Linked DNA regions of Macaca mulatta: region 2 is linked to region 1. The links are chromatin contacts, called in public Hi-C maps. All regions are on one chromosome and are shown on one strand. The core of a region is the stretch at or near the end of the contact, and the rest is flanking DNA. Distances in the headings are between cores, read along the strand shown.

What was found. A called contact is a pair of places that touch in the nucleus more often than the background predicts.
Region 2: a Hi-C map of fetal cortical plate shows a contact between it and region 1, with 1.7 times the contacts expected there. The contact joins the promoter of ARHGAP5 here to the promoter of NUBPL in region 1. A contact is called at or near these places in 2 of 14 Hi-C or Micro-C datasets (fetal cortex germinal zone and fetal cortical plate).

Annotation. Positions count from the first base shown.
Region 1 is chr7:104,689,526-104,696,869 of T2T-MMU8v2.0, forward strand. It overlaps NUBPL (NUBP iron-sulfur cluster assembly factor, mitochondrial), which reads left to right and starts at 4,024. Exons shown (of 11, transcript XM_077940878.1): 1 at 4,024-4,170; 2 at 4,656-4,803. The coding sequence starts at 4,063. LOC106999390 (a long non-coding RNA gene) reads right to left here and starts at 3,960. Exons shown (of 3, transcript XR_013396160.1): 1 at 3,824-3,960; 2 at 3,357-3,617.
Region 2 is chr7:105,174,855-105,182,198 of T2T-MMU8v2.0, forward strand. ARHGAP5 (Rho GTPase activating protein 5) reads left to right here and starts at 4,629. Exons shown (of 7, transcript NM_001198663.2): 1 at 4,629-4,707.

The DNA.
Region 1 (7,344 bases), core at 2,774-5,273:
ACCCGCTTACAGTCACATTCTCCATTGCTTTCCTCTACTGTGTAGGTTAGAGAGCTCTAAATGCTTAATTTCTCAGTTTCTCTTGGTTCTAAGGATGGTCATGTGACCTGGTTCTAGCCAATTGGATGTGTGTGTGTGTCTTCCTTTCCTGAATAAAAAAGGCAAAGGCTCATTAGGAAATGCTCTTTGTCATTCCCTTCTCTTCCTGTATGGAACACAGCTTTGATACCTGAAGGTACAACAAACATCTCATGACTATGAGGAGATGAAAATGGATACCGAGGATACCAAGCTGGTGGAACAAAAAGAATTAATTTGGAACAGATGGCACTATGGATTCATCGTATTGGACCTGTGTGATCTAATTCTGAACTTTTCTTTTCTTTTCTTTTCTTTTTGAGACAGAGTCTCACTCTGTCGCCCAGGCTGGAGTGCAGTGGTGCAATCTCGGTTCATTGCAAGTGAACATTATCAGATTTGTGTTTCAGAAATACCACTATGATTACTGGGTTAAAAAAGAAATGGATCAGCAGGGCAAGATCAGAGACAAGGAGACATGAGGTCTCTCTCTTGAAGGCTTGACTTAACATCTCTAAATTTCACTTTGTTATCAATAAAATAGATAATACCTACTTGTATGGTTGTTGTGAGGTTGAACTTAAGATAATGCATGTAGAACACCTGTCACATAGTTAGTAATTGTTAGATATTGTGGTAATTATTGGTTGTGTATAGGTTTATGACATGAGCAACTGGATGAATTCCCTGAGAGAAAACATGAGGAGCAAGTGAGAATAATGGCTGAATCATTACTTTGGTTACCTTTCCCCAGATTAAAATTTTAGGAGAATAGTAGAGATGTTTCTTCTCCAAAAGACACTGACACACATATACACATCCATGGCCTCCTTTCAAAAGGGTGTTCTCCTTTGGTCCTAAGAATTGCTAAGTCATTTGACTCCATTCCCAAGGTCACTAATTGGACTAAAGACTGATGTACAACCAAAAAATGGACCAATCAGATTATTTCTCCAGAAAGTTTGGAAAATAAAAGTAACAGATATTAGTCAGTCTTAGTTTGTCTTTGAGTGAATAAGGTTGAAATTACTGTTTTCTACTATGTGCACACAGAAACAGATAAAGCCAATGCAAGAGAGAAGAAGAAAGTAGATCATAAGAGATCGTGTTACCACAGAGGAAAGGGAGAAGAGCTGCACTGGTTCATAACTTTTCAGTTCCTGGTTCCAGTTCATAATGAGGTTCAACCAGACTTCTTATCCTTAGGTCCATAAGATATACTTACATATACCCAATAAATTTACTGTATTAGCCTAATTTGGATGGGTTTCTGTGTATTTGTAACTATGCTGAGATATATTTCTAAATATGTGTCAAGGATTTTCTCCCTATAATTCCTTGTATCTCACATAGCCCTTCCCCATTTGGACAAATTATATGGAATCATTTTCTGACACAGCAAAATGTCTGACCCAATAAAAATGTCAAAGAAAAGAGATTGTTTTCTTGGTTTTGAATTTTGGAAGTTGGGACCTTTTAGGAGAATAGAGACAGCTCTGGAAAAGACAATAGATTGGAAGACCTATATAGTGATATAAAAACATGATTTCTTGCCTATATTAGTTAGGATTACATTTGGCTGCAAGTAGCAGAAGACTCTACAATTGTCTTAAACAAGTAGGAGTATATCAGTCTTATATGAAAAGTTCAGAATTAGGGCTGGGCGCGGTGGCTCACACCTGTAATCCCAGCACTTTGGGAGGCCGAGGCGGGCGGATCACGAGGTCAGGAGATGGAGACCATCCTGGCTAACATGGTGAAACCCCGTCTCTACTAAAAATACAAAAATTTAGCCAGGCGTGGTGGCGGGCGCCTGTAGTCCCAGCTACTCAGGAGGCTGAGGCAGGAGAATGGCGTGAACCTGGGAGGCGGAGTGTGCAGTGAACCAAGATCACACCACTGCACTCCAGCCTGAGCGACAAAGCAAGACTCTGTCTCAAAAAAAAAAAAAAAAAGCTTCTATAGTTCCCTTAGGATAAAGTCCAAATTTCTTTACAAGATATACAGCCTTTCTTGATTTAGGCAACCTGCATCTAACCAACCTTCACTCCATCCTCATCTCTTTCAGTCACTCTGTCCTAAGTTGCACAGATCATTTACAGTTCTTAACAGTTCAGAAAAGAAATGCATTTTCTACTCCTCTTGTACTCTCTCTTCTTTCTTCTTTCATCTTTCTTCCTCCTACTCTCTTCTTCTTTCTTCTTCCTTCTTTCTTTTCCTTTTTATTTCCTCCTCCTCCTTCCTCCTTCCTTCTTTCTTCTTCTTCTGACAAGGTGCCACTCTGCTGCCCACACTGGAGTGCAGTGGTGCAATCATACTTCACTGCATCACATCCTTGAACTCCTGGGCTCAAGCAATCCTCTTGCTTCGGCCTCCCAGTGTTGGAATTACAGGCATAAGCCACCATGCCTAGCCTTAGCAGTCCATTTCTAACCTCTTTACAACAATCTCCTTGCCATTCTCCCAGCTAACTTCTACACATTATTCACATTCAGGATTCAGCTTAGATGTTACCTTATTTAGAAGCTTCCCCTGATTGAATCGAGTGCCCTGTCTTTGTATCACTTTGTCCTTTCTCCTGTATCACTCAATGCTTTTCTCCTGTACTTACCATACTATACTGCAATTTTTTTTTTGTTAACTTATTCTGTCTTTTGCACTGGATTGTAAAGTCCTTTAGTGGAGGAATTATGTCTGTCTCCATGCTGAATACTTTAAATCTATTGTAGTACTTGGTACATAGTAATTGCTTAACGAATATTTGTTAAATAAATGAGTCTTAAGTCTGGAAGAACTTGCAAAGCTATCTGGAAAGAAATAGATATTCATCATTTCTTGTTTAGTGAATAGATTATTCTGACAGCTATTCACCTTATCTCTATGCTTTTGGCCTTCAGTTTATAAAAATTAATATTTGAGAAAACATATCATAAAATAATATAATTAGAAAGTGATATAAAAATAAGCTAAAATTCTAAGACAAAGAAAGCTGACTGAAACAATAATTTTGCTGGATGGACTGAAGGAGACAACAGCAAGGAACTGAATGTCTTTTCAGAGCTTACTAAATAGAATGTACTTTGCTGGTAAATCTCATTTAATCCTCACAGTCGTTCTTTCTGGTTGATACATTATGCCTGTATTAAAGATAAGGAAATTAAAGATCAGATTAGAGCAAAATAAGCTGAATGATCTCGTATCTAAGAAGCAAATGAAAGAAATAAAAATCAACCCTAGAGAGTATTAGGAAGAATATGTGAATGTAAACCATCCCTTACCTCAAAGGATCCTTTTTCTAGGTCTGGGCATCACCTTTTGAGCTTTCTCTCTCAACTGCATTGTATGTAGGGATACTTGCTTTCTTCCACCAAGATAAATTCCACTTCCTTACTCAAGTTCCTTCTTGAGCAAAACTTGCTTCATCAGATTTGTTTTCTGATTTAGGTAAACTTTTTCAAGTCTAGTAAAGCAACCTGCCCTCTCTTTCAGGGAACTGTCAGCAACACAAGCCGTGAATACCAACGCAAAACAGACTCTCACTGTAGATCACACAGGAAAAAATAAAATAAAAAGATAAAATCCTTAACAGTGGTAGTATTTAAATGACCATATACTGCTTAATAAGAAATCCTGGAGTCATTTTCAAGTTCCCCCATTTCCTACTTTTGTTAAGCTGGGTCAAGTCTCTTTAAACTTTCTCCGTTTTCTTGTCCATAAAGAGTATACTAGCAAGTCTTCTGCCTACCTCGGGACTTCTGTAAGGATCATACGAGATGTTGTATATGACAGCACTTCACAAACGTTTAGTAAAACGCTGCAAAATATTTGTAGCTGGCTATAAACAAGATGATGCAGATTGGGTTCTTGAGCGAACAAACCAAGATCGGTTGCTAGGAAGAGAAAGCCGAGCGTTGCTACGTGACGTCATCACCCCGCGCCACCCGCGACAGTTTCCGGGCAGGGATCACAGCCCCGTTCCGAGTCATGGGGATTTGGCGGCGTCTGCTGCTTTTTGGTGGGGTGTCGCTCCGGGCTGGTGGCGGGGCCACTGCCCCGCTTGGGGGAAGCCGAGCGATGGTTTGTCGGCGCCAGGTCCGTGGTGCTGCAGGGCAGGGGGAAGCGGGCTGACAGAGATGCTGGGCTGCAGGGCTGCCTCAGTTCCTGAGACCCCCAATGTGCTGAACGTGCCTACTTTTCAGGCAGACCCAGGCTGAGGCGTGGCGGGACTTGAAACACAACGTAGATGTGGTATTCTACATTGCTTTCTTGGTTTTGGGTTATTTAAGTAAATAGATAAAAGAAAAGCAAAACACGTGGAAGCCTTATCTCCGTAAAGAGGCAGCGTTTTTGCATTTTTAAACGTTCAGCGTATCCTTGTAGAAAAATTTCAATTTAAGCCATATGTCTTTACAATTGTTATCAGTAGAAGTAGGTAAATGTCTCCAAAGTGGAGATGAGCAGAATTAGAAAAGAAAGCCCTCTTAATTGCAAACCCCAGATTGTTTTTACTTTTACAATGTGATGATGGAGATGGCTTATTTAAAACGGCTTATTATTATTATTATTATTTTTTAAAGTTATCTGGCGCCGAGAGTGAGACCCTAAAACAAAGAAGAACACAGATCATGTCCCGAGGACTTCCAAAGCAGAAACCAATAGAAGGTGTTAAACAAGTTATAGTTGTGGCTTCTGGAAAGGGTGGAGTCGGAAAATCTACTACAGCAGGTATTATAGGATATTAATTCTATTCCTGATTCAGAACTTATGCCAACTGGTAGGTGCACACTATTAAAATTATAGTTTTGTGTTTTAAAAATGTATTTGTGAAGTTCCTAACATCTGATTCCTTAGTTTCAGGAGTTGGTAGCGGGTAGACGCTTAGATTTTGGAGTTAGACAAAACTAGGTACTAGCTGGGTCTCCTACCCCTTAACTCAGGAAAAAGTTGCCAGATTGTGCAGCAAATCTTCAGTTCACTTAACTGTAAAATGGAGATGATAACTTCTTTCATAAGATGGTTATTCAAATTGCACAAGCTAACCACTTAGCTTAGTGTTTACTAGTGTTCAATAATTGGTTGCTGTTATTTTTAAAACATCTAGTAACTTTTTTTTTTTTTTTTTTTGAGATGGAGTCTCCCTCTGTCACCCAGGTTGGAGTGCAGTGGCGCAATCTCTGCTCGCTGCAAGCTCCGCCTCCCGGGTTCACTCCATTCTCCTGCCTCAGCCTCCCAAGTAGCTGGGACTACAGGCGCCCGCCACCATGCCCGGCTAATTTTTTTGTGTTTTTAGTAGAGACAGAGTTTCACCGTGTTACCCAGGATGGTCTCCATCTCCTGACCTCGTGATCCGCCCGTGTCAGCCTCCCAAAGTGCTGGGATTACAGGTGTGAACCACCTCGCCTGGCCTATTAGCTCATTTTTTCCCCATTTTTATCAGAAGGGAATTGTGGAAGAATTTGTCAGATGTTTTGAAAAAGTTAAGATTTACCAAATGTTGTATTTGTGGTAGATCCCTAATCCATTACTATTTGATAGACACCATATTGTTAAAAAAAGATTAATAATCTGTTCTTAATGAATTCATGTGCTATCCTGCACATTTTTCCTTTCTTTCCTAAAGATTTACAATTGATCTAGTTGCTTTTAAAATTTAGAAGCTCTTAGTTTTTGGTTCTAGAACCTACGTATTCCAGTTTCTTGAAAATTTGGAGTACACTTTCCAGTTTTCAGTGGTTTGAATCCTTTTACATGCTCTGTGATTACTTGAACTGGATAAGGATGGAAGGTGTTTTCATGATTGTAGCCATAAGTTCTTTGGGTTTTGTAATTTGTTGGGTCTGTAGGCTGGCACTTGTTTAAGATTGTTTATTATTTTTAGTTGGAAGATGATCTGTTGCCATGAAATGTGAAAGCATTTAAACAGGAAAATGTATGAGAAAGTGTACATGTAACACTTAGTGGGTGCTTCAGTAAATGTCCCTTTCTCACTTTTTTCTGTTAACATTATGCCATCTGTCCCGAACAGCTGGCCCATACTTTTTCGTAACAGCTCAGTGAACATATCTAAATCTTAAAAATAGATTATTTTTATGTAACTCTATTGGTATTATTAATATATTTCCTTTACTTATATGTATTTATTCCTGCCTCAAACTACTTCAAAATACTTCCCATTTGAATATACATGCTAGAGCTGTTTCAGATTAGAATGATGACATTTGACTAATACAAATATGCTCAGTGATTCTGTTGTTTAAATGTAGGAAGAACCTAACTCTAAAATGAATTAGCCTCTGAAAGTTTCTGCCTTAAAGTTGGATTATGTGTAACCTATCTTGTACCTGAAATTCGGAATTTTATAACTTATAAAAATGAATTTATCAAGTCTATACCCTAGGCTAAGTATTTTACGTACAATATTTCATTTAATCCGGATCACAGTTATGAAGTAGGCATGGTTTTCATTTTATAGAAGAGAAAACAGACTTATGGGTAAAATAACCTACTCAATAGTACACAATAGAAGGTGGCAGAGCTGGGATTTGAACCAGGTCTGCCTGAAAAACTTATGCTCTTAACTAGTTTGAAGAAAATAACCCTGACATGGTTTATACCGTTGTTCTGTAGGGAAATGTGATTCACATTATGAGGGCCTATTTGTTGATCAGTTTTTGAATTGTGTTACTTTTGGAATTCTCTTCTCAGATGTAGCATATTCCTATTGCTGGGCTAAAGCTGGTTTTGGGACTACTGCTTTCTTTCTTTATGGGATTCATCTGGGATTCATTGGCATAAGCAGTTTGGGAACACATTTTACTCTCTTACGTTTTACACTTTTCCCTTCCCTCTGTGCACAGTAGTCCAGCCTTTCATATACATGAGTATTTATGAATTAGATACTTGGAACTCCTGTAATACCAGCATTTATTTTTAAAAGGCAGTAGGGGCAGGATGTGGTGGCTTATGCTTGTAATGCCAGCACTTTGGGAGGCTGAGGTGGGAGGATTGCTTGAGCTGGGGAGTTCGAGACCAGTCTGGGCAACATGGCAAGACCCTGTCTGTACAAAAGAAAAATTAGCTGGGTGTGGTGGTGTGCACCTGTGGTCCCAACTCCAACCTGGGGGACAGAGTATACTAATCATAAATGTAAGGCAATGAGATTGTGTACATTGTTAAAAATAAAAGGATAATTTTTCTATAAAATATGCTTTTGAAAATAATTGAATTATATATTCTGTTAACATGATTTAAAAAAACTAAGTGGAT
Region 2 (7,344 bases), core at 3,379-5,878, 490 kb after region 1:
AGTAACACACATTTACCTACTAGAGAGATGTTATGTGGAGATATGTCTATTGTACTTGAAGAAGGACATTTAACTCAACGTTCACAGGTGAATTCAGTGATTTCTTTAAATGATTTGTATTTTCCAAAGTGATTATCTCAGCTGGCACTTCAAAATATAAAGCCTTCTGTTACCACAAATCCACAGAAATCCATAAAACCTAGAGTGTTTCATTTTATATTATCAAACATTTTATATTATCAAACATTCTACTAAACATCTTCTAGTTATTATATAGAGCCAAATATTCATTTTGTTATTCCTACGTAGAGAGACTCACAATCTAAATTTGGTCTAAAGAGAGTGGGAAATTCACAAAAATTATGTTCATGAGGTTAAACAGTCAAGCAATGCAAGTTCCTGTTTCCCATTGTAATGATTTACAAATGACAGTGGTAACAATCTCAAAGAGAGAATTCAAATCCTTCAGTTAGCAACCCTTGCAATTATTTTTTTAGCTTTATGGGGTTAACTTTATTGGGGTTGATTAAATTCAAGCTGTGATCTTTCATAAAAACTCAATAGAGGGTCCAGATGGCCCAACAATACCTCCTTTTGTGAGACGAAATAACTTGAAGATTTTTGTCTAATTAAAGTATTTGTGCTGGTGGGATCTGAATGAATTGTTTTTCCTTTAAAAGGAGTCTGCATTACAAATAATCTTTACAAAATACTAATTATTTAAAAATAGTGTGCTGCTTTCACTATTTCAGTTATGTCCTAGGACTAGAGTTGCATGAGAATGACATTTTGAAGCTAGACTCTGATACCATCTTTGGGATTTCAGTCTGAAAATACAGTTCTGGAATATCAACAGAACAAGGCTCTGTGGAACAAAATGCCAAGAAGGTCAATGCACTACTTTCCTCCTGTTCCAGTCCCATGCTCACAATTACCTTAACTCTTGTCAAAATATTTTCTACAGTAATAGCCAAGACATAATTAGCACCTTTTCTTCATGTTGAAAATATCATTGGTAGCCATAAAACAAATTTGGGGAAAGCCCTTAAGCACCTTAACACAGCAAATGGCTATTGGGGATTGATACACCATTATTAGACTACCTGAAGGATTAACATCCCATCTTATCCTGCCTTTTTTTCCTCCCCCCAAGTAGGCCTAATTGTATGAGATAGAAAAAGAGAAGTCTAGGCAGGAGATGGGGATAAGGTAAAGAGTGGAAATACAGTTGGAAATTAAGCAAATATCTTAAAAGTGTTTTGGCTATTTAGTTATTTACATCATTATTCTCCATCCTCTTTGTGTATTTTGTCTGTAATCAAGGTGATATTCTGAGATAGGTTGTTCTCCAAAAGCCTGTCTTGTATGAGACAGGCTAAAGTATTGGTCGATTCTGTCATGAGTGGTAAGGCCCTTTATTTGGCTTTTCATATGTTCTTGATTGAGACTACAGAAGCCAAAGTTGTTATGATCAAAGATTTCCAGCAGGGGGTGTAGCCGCCTCTATAGGGTAAGTTCTTTTGAAGCCACATCGTATGAAACATTTGAATACTGCAGTATTACCACTAATGGTAGAAGCTGGGATTATGATAACTTTTTTTATGACTGTCATGTCTTTTGATCTCAAAAAGACCATGCATATTAATACTTTATCAGGATATGATGAAGAACTAGAGATTTATGAAGAAAATTTAAATTAAAAACCTAAAATGCCTGACAAAATCTTATTCTAATTTTTTCAAAGTAAATGAGGAACAAAGAGTCCAGTTATTTTAATCATCCGGTACAGCAGAACAGTGGCTTAACTTTTTTATTCTAGATAAGAAGAGTAGTTGATTTGAGAGGGCTCGTTAATATTTATTCCATTTCTCTCCCATATTTCTGTGTGCACACGTGCATGTGTGTAAATAAGTTACCTATTTTCTTAAAAATTCTCCTTTTGAGTAGGGAGGGTGGGTGTTTTAAAACTTTTTCTCTGAAGTCTTGGCTCCTGATCAATTTTTAAAGATGCCATCTTATATATTTTTCCTCCTGCTCCTTAATGCCTTTCATTTATAGATATATAAGCATTATTAGCTACAGAATTCTGGCCCCCAATTCCCATTTCAGATTTTTATTGATATAGAAAACTCTATTTTTTGAGAAGAGCAAATTACATACAATAACTTATTTGTACTGGTAAGCACCTTTAGACTATTAGTATTGATAAGAAACAAAGTCCTACATTTCCAGGCTCCCTAAATCAAGATAAAGAACTGAAAATAATGTCGACTATGAAAATCATTGTTTGGAAATCGTGATTTTTTTTTTTTAATATCTTCTGGTGTCTTCATTATAAGAAAATAAACGAGATTTCAAGTCTTCCCCGCCTCCAGTATCATGACCTGTAACTGAACATTACACCTTTTTAATGTTTTCTTTAGAAGCCCTGATTTATTTGGCTTTTATGTTGATACATGTCCATGGTTATTAAAATTTCTGATTATTTAGGACATAATTTTTAAAGTATCTTTAGGGTATACACTGTATAGTACTTAACATCTTATTCAGGTTATGACTTTGAACTACATCATTATAACACTAAAAAAGCAACCTTGGCAAACATCAGTACCTTACATAACATAAAAAATAAAGAATAGCTTGAATTTAAAATACTTTCTATATGTTTACTTCAGGTATTCTTAAGGGCTTTTAGTACAAAGATAAAAAATGCGTTGGAGTGCATTAACTTTCCAACTTATATAAATGGTGTAGATACCTATGGCATTAATACCACATTTTGATGGTTGGATCACCCACCAAATTCCCTTCTCTCCTTTTTTACTTTTTTCTGTTTACTTTCATTGCAAGTTTCTTTCCGTACCCTTCTTTCCCACCTACAATTTGTAACTGAAAGAAAGAAGTAGCTACAGACCTTACCTAACCTACTCTTAACCTACTTGGTAGGGAGGATTCAGATGCTCGAATAAGGGATTTTAGTCATGCCTTTTAGAAATTAGGGAGCAAGAGATATATAGAAAAATTAGAAATGTCTCTTCTACCTTTATTAAGTTTACCTTTGAGAAATATGAACAGGGGCAGAAGGACGGAAAAACAAACAGAACTTCTGCTGGAATATTGTGACAGATTTACTGACAAATATTTTCTAACAGATTTTTACCAACAGGCAGTTTTTGTTTTCTTTACTGACAGACCGTAAATGTACTTCTGGTTGGCAGCAGCTGCATCATTATAACACTAAAAAGCAACCTTGGCTAACTTCATTACCTTATGTAACGTAAAAAATAAAGAATAACTTGAATTTAAAATACTTTTTATATGTTTACTAACAATAAACTATTTTCAATGCAGGAAATAAATCTTTCCCCAAAGAGGAATCCCCCCTCAATTACTTTCTTTTAGACTTAACAAATTGGAGTAGATGTGGTTTTGCTCATTCTTTTATCTGCTGGCAACTATTTTAAGTCTCCTGTGTAAGGCAGATTCCGATGACCTCGGGAAAGTCACAGGACCTCAGTTTCTTCAATGGTAAAAGCAAAGGCAGTGGTTTCGACCGTCCTTTCTCACTGCACCATTCAGCGCCAGTGCCCTCATGAGAAACACACCCAAAGCCCAGTGTGCTCTATCTCGAGACTTGTGAAATTTCTAGAGTCTCAAAGTATGTTTAAGGCGGTATAATAAAAGCCAGGTGGCCGACAGTTCCTAAAGTTAGGCTGGTAGTGGCGTGAACAGGGTCTTTTGGGCCACCCTGAGACCCGCCCCAAGTCTTGGCTTCTCGCTCCACTTCCACAGAACGTACTGAATCAGGGGCCTGCATCCCCGCGTGGTGCCGGCGGAGAAATGGACTCCTTTTCTCGCTCCTGTGGAGTTTCGTCTTCTGGGTGAGTGTGGCACCGGGTCCTGGGCGGGTGATGTCTGTAGTTGGCAAGCGATCCTCAGCCAGAAAACTGGCCGCGCACACAGGCGGAGACACGCGAGCATGTTCCTGCGAACCAGCTTGGGCGCATGTTTTCCTCCCTTGCATTCTCTAATGCTCAGAGACCGTAAGGGGATTTATCGAGAAGCATTCGGTGCCCATGCCCGGTTTGAAACCGCGAGCACAATATCTGGTTCCTTTGCAGTACGGTGGTTTGCTCCTGAGTTACGACCAGAAACCGGAACAGAAGGAAAGGGAGAAAGCAGGGGAGGTTCGGGGACGACGGCGCTCCGGGCAGCAAGGCAGCAGCTTCCAAAGCGTGGAGGATGGGACTGAGGAGGAACGGAATACGGAGAAAGAGGGAAGCTGAGGAAAAATACTCACGCCAATGGGTAAAAGGGAAAAGGTGAGAAGGAATGGAGTAGGAGAGGGAACCAATGGTGGGAGAGGCGGAGGAAGAAGGGGGAGGGGCAGAAGCCAATGGGGGAGCGGAGAGGAGGGGGAAGCAGAGGGGAGGAGGGAGCGGGGACGCGAGCGAGGACGCGGTCCCGCGCGCTCGCCCCCTCCCTCCGACTGGATCGCTCGCGCCTTCCCAGGCTCCCGGGAGACGAGGGCAGGGGCGGGGCCGTGCCGGGCGCGCGGCGCGGGAGGTGTCGCGAGGTGAGGGGGCGGGGGCGGGGGATTGTGGGGCCGGCAGCGCGGGTGCGCGCGCGCGCGCGTCCCGAGCAGGCTGCGCCGCCGCTCCGCCCCCGGTCGGGTGTGTGGCTGCGCGCGCCGGGAGAGATGCTGAGGTAAAGTTCGGGGAGAGAGGGAGAGAAATCCGTCAGCGCGAGGGAGCCCGAGTGGCCGCCATTACTGAGCCCGGCGCGGCGGCGGGCGCTGGGGAAGGGGGGAGGGACGGGGCCAAGGCTGGTGGCGGGAGGGAGGGAAGAAGGGTGGGTGAGCTGGCTGCGGGAGCCGTGGGGCTCAGGGTTTCGGGGCGTGTGTGTCGGGGAGGGCGGGGGGAGGTGGCTGAAGGGACGCGCCGCTCGGTGAACGCGCCGGGGAAGAGAGGCGAGCGGAGAGTGGAGGAGGAGGTGGCGGCGGCGGGAGCGCTCCCCAGGAATGTCGCTGCCGCCGCCACCGCCGGGGCCGCTGCCGTTGAGGTGGAGACCGAGGAGACCGACGTTGTTAGGTAGGACCTTGCGGCTCCCGCTCCTCCGAGCCTGCCTGCCCCCTCCCAGACGGGGACCCTCCTGCGGCTAGCTGCCCCGCTCGGTCGCCGCTGCCGGTTGTAACCAGTTGAAGGGGCTGGGGCCCCGCGGCCGCCGAGGGGAGCCTGGCGTTGCATTCGGTTTTCGCAGGCCGGGCGGGCAGCAGCTGCAGCGTTAGGGATACGGTCGGCGTGAAGGGCAGAGAGGCCGGGGGAGGGGGTGCTTTCTCCACAGGTGACGGGGCCAGGGTCGGCGGAGGCCTGGTGCTGGCCGGGGATCGCCGGCCCCGCCAGGCGTCCGCTCTCGCCCGTCGCCTCACTTGCTCGGGTCTCGGGTGGTCCATCGGGAGGGGAGGTGGCGGTGTCCGTTGGCCGGGTTGCTGCTGTTAACGAGTTCCACCTGGAAGGGGGTACACGGGGCGGGTGGAGATTCTCAGAAACAGTCTCGGTTGCAAACTTAAACGCCTTGTAGGGGGATCGGCCCTTTCACTTTCCCTCATCTCCCCGACTCCTCCCTGGGTTCTCTTCACCAATTTTCCATCCGCTTTGAAGCTTGGAGTAAGATCTGAGAAGTTGTACTGCGCAACCAGAGCCCAGAGTCCTATGGGCTGACTGCGACTGGGTTGAGGCTTTGATACTGAGTTTTCGCTAGAATAACCTCCAGATTCTTCTTCTCTTTCCACTAAAGAAAAGTATCGGGGTGGGGGTGGGGAGCCGCGCGGGAGCGCGCGCGCACTTATCCACACAGAAATACTCCCTCTCACCCTCCCTCTCCAGCGTTATTAGAAATGCAGGAGAGCTGAAGGCACGGGGGTAGCTGAGGTTGAAAGGTGCACGGAAGTAAGGGCAAACTGTTATTAGGACATTTAGTAAAATCCCGAGAAAGTTGTAGGGGAGACGCTTATACTTCTACCATGTGATAGAAATTCGGATTTGGCCATAGCTTAATAAATGGGAATTCAAATATTTTGAGACAGAGCAAGATAGGCATATAGATGGGTTTGTGCTCACGTTTTAAGTTTAAATTCTCATCGATCATTTACTTTTTCCTTTGTGATAGGTGGGAAACTGAATTTAAAAAAAAATATTCAGGTGTAAAACAGCAAAATGCTTCGCTGTATTTACTAGTACTTGCTTATGTTGCCTTCTACAGGTGGCGGGTGGTGGGGGGGGTCGAGTTTGTCAGTTCCTCTTAAGTCCAGAACCAGTATTCAGTTAGAACAGTTAGGTGTTAGGTGGTGTTTATCCGCCTGAAGGATCTGGTTCACTTCATGGGAGATTGCTCTACATTTCCATTTAAAATGGTTCTCCTAACAAAAATTTCATCTAGATGCAACATTTGGAATAATGTTTGGTTTAAAAATATGTTAATGAAACCTTTTGCTGTTAATTCCAGTTTATTTGTACTTTAATACCATAAAACGGTATTCTTATTCAGTGTTTGTAGATAACCATACTAACCGTATAGGTAACCTACTGGACAGTTTTCTGAGTAAGATTTTGCTTTCATTTTAAATTCCTTTCTCATTTTTTGCTTTCATCTATCCTTTGTATACTAATTGACCTCCATTACCTTTATCTATAGTACAAAGAGTGGTAAGTATGTGTCACCAAAAACTTGCAAAGATACTGGAGCAATTTATGACTAAACACACTGGAGTGAAAGGCTGCGCATACCTATGCTTGTAACTTTCAAGAAATAGCACTATTGATCTAATTGACTTAAAGTGGAATCAGACGGTACAGATGATTAAATAACTATTGATTTGGTTGTCTTGTGTAGGCTACGTTTTTAAACCCAGATCAACATGTCTTATTTTGCCATTCTCTGTGCATTAATTATTAAGAGTACTGGGGAGTGAAGTGGGTTACCCTTTGATGTAAGAATTGTGGCAGAATTCTGTTATCTTTATGAGTTTTGTAGTGCCCCTCCCCATTTAAACGACCTTAGCAATTTTTAAAATGTGTTCCAAAATTATTACCTTAATTATGTCACAAAATACTTAAGTGTTTTGAAAACCGTCTTCCCTTCTTACTTGTGTTTGAAAAGCGTATTAGCACATTTTTTTGGAGAGTTATTTTGACCTTGAAAGGTAAGATTATTTAAGGAATGAATATTGTATTTGCATTCCATTTTTGGATTTGAAGTAGCGATACAGCTTATAATAAGTTTTCTAACTCACTTTTTTAATTGAAGAAAAAGGTCTCATAAAGACTTTACTAAACTTTTCCATCA